Linked DNA regions of Gossypium hirsutum: region 1 is linked to region 2. The links are chromatin contacts, called in public Hi-C maps. All regions are on one chromosome and are shown on one strand. Each heading gives the region's core, a stretch centred on a gene start, on an enhancer-like site or on the middle of the called end of the contact. The rest is flanking DNA. Distances are from core to core; before and after follow the strand shown. Region 1 holds the start of LOC107889316 (GRF1-interacting factor 1). Region 2 has its middle 15 kb from the start of LOC107889325.

Region 1 (3,914 bases), core at 1,374-3,873, 97 kb before region 2:
ATCATTTTCGTAGTAAATGACACTTCGACTTATATACCATGTTTTGATATTAATAGATACTTTAGCTGGCCTTCATAATTATCGAATAACACTTATTTGGGGAACCTCTTGCAAGAAGAGAAGAAATTCAGGAACTTAGCAGTATAAGCTATAACACCACATTGAGTATCAGATATTGCAAGCCAAGGAAACAAAAACGAACCGAAAAGCCAAATTTGTTTGATATTAGAGACTCAAAATTAGGACTTACTCAGCACATTCACTCAATTTCCCAGAATTCTGGCTCTCAACAATCTTTAAGATCAATGACTTGTTCTCATCGAGATACTGCATGCATCAAAATGAAGCCATTGAACAAATTAAGAAAGATTTAACAATAACTAGGAAAGAACATGCAGTAAATACAGCTTTAGAATCTTAGTGGAAGTTCCTTTGGGACCAAAAGGAACCCGAAAACCATTTTGATTCATAACCACTCTAAGTAACTCAAAGCATCACCAGCATAATAATTAGGGGGAGGGAAGAGGAGTGAGAGAGTACTAAGATCTTCAATAATGGTTACTGCCAATCCAATAAAAATTAAGTAAAACGACCCAAGGCTTATCCCGAAAAGGTAACCAAATCTAAGTATCATACGATTTACCTTAATCCGAAAGCCAGATTCCAAATGACCATACATACAAGAAATTAAGAACATATATTTTTGTATATTAACAAGATTCCTTCTGACAGCTTCACCGAAACAACTAGTAGGATGCAGTGCTAGTTTCAGAAAGACAGATATAGGTTATAAATGGTGTCCCGTATCAAGGAAACACATTAAGATGACATGAAAACATATCGAAAGGACCACCAGTAAACGATTATCAAGACAGGACCACATAAACAAGCAAAAGACATATCAAAAGGTCATGTGTCAAATTGAACTAATGGAGGACCACTACCAGAAAAGCATTAAGAACTAAAGTCATGGGCCCAAGAAAAGTGAGGTAACAAAAAGAATGCATAGTTCTTCCATGCATAACACTCTGAATCCGAACAAGTTTGTTAATATCAAACAACAGTTCCCATTTGCAATTACCAACACCTATATTCTCCTAAGAAACTCCAATTACTCTGTGCTTAGAGATTCATTATAGAAGAAATCCTCACTATATTGCTTGGTTAGGCACACACAGATGGTTTTGTCCGCCGGAATTCTCCGATTTACCATTGCAGTTCCGTAAGCCACCAGCCTGGCAGCCTCGAGGACAATAATCTCCTCACTTCTTTAGTAGTGTCTCTGGTTACTAGAGACTAGCTAATCATTTAAACTTGTTTTATGAGTAACTTATACCTGATGGTCTAGGATTGTAACTTAGCATCTTACAATTGACTAATGATAGCAAAGATAAAAGGAAATTACAACAAATGAAACTTTCATATTGTGCTATACATTGTTGATAAATATGCATCCAATAAGCAAAGTTTATTCTAGGGTTAAAATTGATAACATACCAATACATTAGAAACTGGAATAAGAACATCTACAACCAGAAACAGCATAATATAGGATGAAACCTAGCTATTAACAGGAAAATATGTCCCCAAAACCAAACCCGTTAAGTAATAAATCTCAAAAATGAAAAATACCCAAACCCATACACAAATTTCAGAAAGGAAAAACATTAAAAACTATACATGATAACCTACTAATTGCCATTAAAAATTTTCTCATTGGCAGCATGAAAGCCAAATATATAAACGATTAGAAGTTAAAACCACTTACCAACAGTTATTAAAGCTAAAGGAGAAAAGCTAATAGCTTTTACAAGCAATAAAATGAAGAATACAGCTTCCAATAACACCTTAGACTAATCAAAGGAATGAATGATTATTAAGAAAATAAAAATACTGTATCACATACATAGTGATCAAGAAACAAATAAAAGAAAAAGGAAGAAAGAAAGAAGGGAAGGAAAGGGAAGGGAGGACCTGTTGAATATGATCAGTAGTGACGTTGTTGGGATAATAAGCTGCCATCATGGGCTGCATCTGCATCAGGTGCTGCTGCATTTTCTTTCTTTATATCCACACACAGACTCTCCAAATATTTTAAAAAATATATAAAAGTTTTAATATATATATTTGTCTCACTCTTTTTCTCTTTTTGTATGCAAAACACGCTGAGCTGAAAGAGGAGAATCACTGCAAAAAAAAAAATTGTAAAGAAAGAGATAGAGAGAGAAAGAGAGACAAATAGAGAGATACCCTTTTGCTATTTTCTATGTTTCTTAACTTTCTTTCTCGCCTCTCACTATTAATATTATTGCTATTATTATTGTTATTGTTGTTTTGTTTTTCCCTTAGTTACAAATAACACGAGGAGAGAAAAACAAAGGCAGAAAGAGAAGACAGTGCAGGGTGTGTGAGGTTCTCAGCACTTTGAAAGCTATTTTCTCTTTCTGTTTTCAGTAGGGAAAAAATTATTCATAAAAAAAGGGTTTGCCTTTTTGGGTTGTTGCTTGCTACCTTTCCTTGTCTGTCTGTAAGAGAGAATTGAGACAGTGACAGAGAGAGAGAGAGGGTCACGTGATGGCTGATACAGAGAATTGAGAGAGACAGAGCAGAGCTGGAAAATTCTACCGTAGGAAAGAGAAAGGTCCCCTTGCAATGCAATGCATTAAACCAAAAAACGAAAATGGTTTTTTATTACATTATTACCATTTCATTTCGACATGACTTTGTCTGTTGGTGTTAGCACACACTTTGGTCCCATCTCCGTACTCAAACTTAGCTTATTCTAGTTCCAATGATTCTAATACAATCTAAGGTTATGTTTCTGAATTTAAATTTTACGGATATAGATTTAGATTTTTCTAAAGTAATGTAACTTAAATTACAGCTCATGTGTAACATAATTTATGGAGATTAATTGTGAATATTTATAGATATTTGTTATGAATCTTTTACCGGATTTGAACTCTCTCAACATGTCAAAAGAAACGTAGAGATAACTCGTTAAAAACACTTCATCCTAAAGAAAAATATAGTTTTGCATGGTTGTAAACATATAATTTACACATGCATCTCGTTATGATACATTAAAAACCTAAAAGATAATATGTGAAGACAAGACTATTTGTAGCCTCCAAGTAAACCACAACTCAATAATTTATTTTCTTAAGAACACCTAAATCCTTAGGAGCCATATGAAGAATTTATAAGTAGCTCTCATCAACAAAGGAACTCTGAGGCAGTTTCCATATTCTTACTATGCGAAATTACCTCCACACTCTCCCTTCTTCTCTAATCCACCCAGAATTATATTCTATGGTTCTCGACAAAACTGTGTGAATCATCTCCAACCATCAATCTACATTTTTGTATCAATAATTGGTGTGATGAACGTGGACCAAACATGGCTCATCTTAGTAGAATTTCCTCGAAAATCAATATTAAGAAAAAAAACCAATATAATCGAAATTTCCAACATCAAGTAGCTTAGGATCAACAAGGTTACTTGCTAATAGGTATATAATGTTTGTCAAAATAGTCAATACCAACAAGGGAATCAAAATAGGCAAGCTTATGATCCTTGAGAATTTTATCATCAATGGTATCTTGTTAAAAAAGAACTATCCACCACTTAGATATCAAAATTCTTATCCAAACCACTGGCCATTCACACCATCACCACTACTAGGAATTCATCCTTAGGTCACCCTAGAAGGTCAAGCTACAAAAATTCCAACTCAAATTCTCAACAATATTGAGTTGCAAGAACATATGAAGGCTTTGTAATACCAATTTTAATGGCTACAATTATAGCTCTTTCAACAACAAAAACAAAAGTTCCTTTAACAAAATGCTTAGATTATTCAAGAACTTGGAGTGAATCAACCCCCCAAAATCAATAACCAATACAAAAAGAA
Region 2 (4,073 bases), core at 807-3,306:
GGATTCATATCCAATTTTGCCCGTATTTCCTCAAGATTTGCTTCAATGCCCTTGTTGGATACCATATATCATAAAAACTTTCTATCTTTTACACCGAAGGCACATTTGATGTGATTTAATCTCATGTTGTAGCCTTGGAGCACTTAAAAATCCTCTAGCAAATCTCGCACATGTTGTTCCATAAAAGAACTCTTTGCTAACATATCATTCAATGCCCTAATCTTGTCATTAAATACTTTATAAACTAGGCATTAGATTAGGGAGTAGGGATTTAGGATTAAAAGGTCTTAGATTTGAATTTATAGGTAAAAATAAAATTGTTAAAAGAGTTTTATTTCTCATATACCAAATACATGTACATATAGGATGTAAATGATTGAAAAATATCTCACCATAGAGAGTTTAAAAATGGGAGGAAAATTTTGGTAAGGGTGGGATTGAACAAACACAAATATAGAAGTATGATTTGAAAACAAAATGGGGGAATTGGGACCTGAAGGCTCACATGCAATTCTTCTAGTGTTGTCCAGTCAATTTCCAACTGCACCAAAATTAGGACATTTCATTTCTATTATTATTTCTATTATACAAGGTTCAGTCAAAATGACCTTCCATCTTATCATTTCTCTCCATCTATACAAATTTCTTGGGTGCCAATGCTATTGCCATGTCCTCTTTCCCTAAATCTATTTTTGGACTGTGGGTCACCATATCACTCACCCATCCATGCCCTTGCCTCACCCTTCCTTCCATTCCATAACTTACCCCCCCTTTTTCAAACACATTCCTTTTTGTTCTTTTTATTCCATCTTTCTATAAAACCAAATCAAAACTACGATGTTAGAAATGTTTAAACTTAATCACTTTAATCAAATAACTAACAATTTTATTTATTTATTTATTTTAGAAATGGATTTTTGTGCCATGAAATTTTATGTTAAAGAAAAAAAAAGGTATTTGTAAACATGTTCAATCGATATCACTAATACAAGGATTTCGTAAGTTATTGTACAATATTAATGTTGATTAAAAAAAAACATCTCACTTTCACTTACAAACTACACAAAATATTCTTACATTAATTATTAAATTGCATTTTGTTCTTTCTATTAAAAATGGGTAAATTAATTTTTGTATTTTAAATCAAAAAGTAAATTGGTATTTCTATTAAAAAATTCATCCATTACTACTATTGTGTAACTATTTGATTATTTTGACAACCAAATCAGTTTTTAACAATAAAAATGGATGAAACTTTTAACAAAAAGATTAGTTTGCTCTTTGACCTAACGTATAAAGATTAATTTATCTATTTTTTGAGTGGAAATGACAAAATACAATTTTATTTCTAGTATAGAGACCTCTATGATATTTTTACCTATTTTATCACAAATTTAATTTAACAATTTTATTTTGCATCAATGTATTACCGAGTTTGAACTAAATTTAATATATATATATATCATTTTAAGTTTTTTTCTTAATGAGTTTGGGTTTTTTTTTAATTTGGTTTAAAAATTATGTTTTTTTTATAATCAAAATATCATCCATGATCATTTTATTGTTCATGAAGATTAATTTTTTTTTTAGATTTTATGATTGTACCTAACAATATCGGGTCCAATGTTTGAATATGAGTTCTTTTCCTGAAAATACAATATGTCTTACTACTTGTTCCCAACCTTTATTGATTAAAAAACCATATGTTTTAGTCATGGAAATTTTTTCTATACAATTTTGTGGAATTTTTTAGACTTTACAAGCACGTATATTATAAAGTATAGTAAAAAAACTAAATATATAAATAAATGTGACACTTATCACATTTTTATGGACTTATGGCATCTAAAAAAACTTTATTGTATCAAAAAAATTACTCGAATATTAATTTGAAAAGATTAATTCAATTAATAAAAAAGTGAAATTAAATACAAAATATTCCATAAGAGGTTTTTTAACTAGAAGTAAACATAAATGAAAGAGGGGGAGTGGGGGCATAGCCGCATAGTGGAAAACAATGAAAGAAATAATGAAAGGTAATGGATGGTGTGAGGTTCAGCTCCCCTAACATCATGTACGGCTAGGGTTGTCTCGTTCATTTCTCTACTCCAAGTTTCAATCCTATCTTTTCTTTTCTTCCCCTTTTTTCCCCTATTTTTTAAGAATAACTATATAAAATCAATATTAGTTTGATATTTTATTTCACACATTTGCTTAATTTTTTTAATTCAAGATTTCATATAATTAAATTGCAGAACCCTTCATACCAAAATGAATAATATAATTTTAAAATTTTAAATACTAACTTACAAAAAAAAATTTCATAAATTTGAAATCCTAAATCACGCCCATTAGATTATATTACACTCACTAAATAGATAAAAAGAAAAAAAAATATAAGACTTTATTTAATAAAGTGTTAAAAAAATTCAATCAATATTTTTAACAACTTAATTTTAATACACACCTTTGATAACTCAAAATGAAAATTATTAGATAGATTTTTTTTTCTACAAAAATATGTAGAAAATGACCAGTGGATAACGACCTATCACTTGATGTTTTTTATTTTGTTTGATTGCCTTTAAGATTATATTATCCTTTTAGCAAATAATCTAATTATATTCAATATTTAATTTTCAATAAAATATCAAAACATATTTTATTATTTAAATTCAACACTTAATTGTTTAATTCTTATTTTTTTTAGCACTTAATTTTTTAATTTATCAAACATAATTTAAAATAATATAATTTAAAATAAAACGATAGCTTCTGAAAGAGTAATAAGTTTGATGAGGTAATTATTTTTTTTTTAAAAAAAATTATGTAGGTGAAAAGGATTATGTAAAATAAAATAAAATAATTAAAACGGAAATTTTTCAGAAAGAGTGGCAATTTTTAGTTGGGGATAAATATCAAAATATACATAAACTTTTTTTCAATATGCAATTTGAAATTTGAGCTTCAATTTAGTACAATTATACACATGAAATTTTGATTGTGGTTCAAATATATACATAAATCTTTAATTTTAATTCTATCATACATATTTAAAGAAATAAATATATCAATTTATTTTTATATTAGATACATATAATTATTTGCTCAGGCAATATATAAGTATAAAATGATGTTATATCAATACTTATGTTAATAATTTAAGAGAACTGAATCAAATTAAAATTTCATGTATAAAATTACACATTTAGCCAAAGTTCACATATAATTTTGAGATTTATCAATTCTTAGCTGGATATTTGTTCATTTTCAAAGTAAAAAATAATATTTTAAAACCATTACTTATTTATAAAGAGAATTTTAATCTTTTTCAAAGATAATTTAGGGTAAACTCCACCACATGTCACTGTAGAGTCGTTCATATTTTTGTCACTCTAATTTCTTTTATCAATTTAGTCACTCTAATTAAGATAACTGCTCAAATAAGTCATTGTCGTTAAAAATTTCATTAATCCACTAACAAATTGCTGACGTAGTATTTTTTTTACTTTTGACTAAAGCTAAGAACCTCTCTACAATTAACCCAAAAACATTTTTTTTTATTTACAACACAAGAGTAAAGCTTGTTAGTTTTCTCTTCTTCCTTCTTGTTTGTTTTCTTAAAAAAGTAACCGAAGAAAATGAGAATAGTTGTGACTTGTTTGTTTGACTTGTTCAAAACACCCCATGTTCGAGTTTCTTACTCAAACAACCTTATCACTCTTTTCTTTTTCTTTAATTGATTTTCTATTAATATTTTTATGAGATAACATTTTTATGATAAAACATGCAAAGGAGAAAATAAAAGAAAAACTCAAAATTTCCTTTAAAAAAACCTTAAAATCTTCTCTTGAGCACCCTCAAAATTATCCTTTCATTATTAACATTCATTACCCAGTAACAATAACGTAATTACCATGAAAATGAAAAAGACCAGAAATATTTATATCAGAAAAAAAAAATTGTTTGGGGAATCATTATTTTTCATCAAAAAAGTTGAAAACTAAACCAAATTCATTAATAAACCAAACACACACATAAAGAAACAAAACACAACTGGAAATTTAAGAATT

The links. Hi-C and Micro-C count contacts between places; a contact is called where the count stands out from the background.
Region 1: a contact with region 2 is called in a Hi-C map of leaf, with 4 times the contacts expected there. The contact joins the promoter of LOC107889316 here to the enhancer-like site in region 2. A contact is called at or near these places in 14 of 34 Hi-C or Micro-C datasets (callus, fibers, leaf and 2 more).

Annotation. Positions count from the first base shown.
Region 1 is chrA11:107,736,042-107,739,955 of Gossypium_hirsutum_v2.1, reverse strand. It overlaps LOC107889316 (GRF1-interacting factor 1), which reads right to left and starts at 2,623. Exons shown (of 5, transcript XM_016813692.2): 1 at 2,512-2,623; 2 at 1,975-2,187; 3 at 251-327. The coding sequence starts at 2,055.
Region 2 is chrA11:107,638,769-107,642,841 of Gossypium_hirsutum_v2.1, reverse strand. No RefSeq gene overlaps it. Among protein-coding and RNA genes, the nearest start is that of LOC107889325, 15 kb to the right of the region's middle. Within about 2 kb of position 2,056, at least 1 of the 9 cell types and tissues checked has an H3K27ac peak or open chromatin away from gene starts, as enhancers often do. A contact at or near this core is called in leaf, where this site is marked.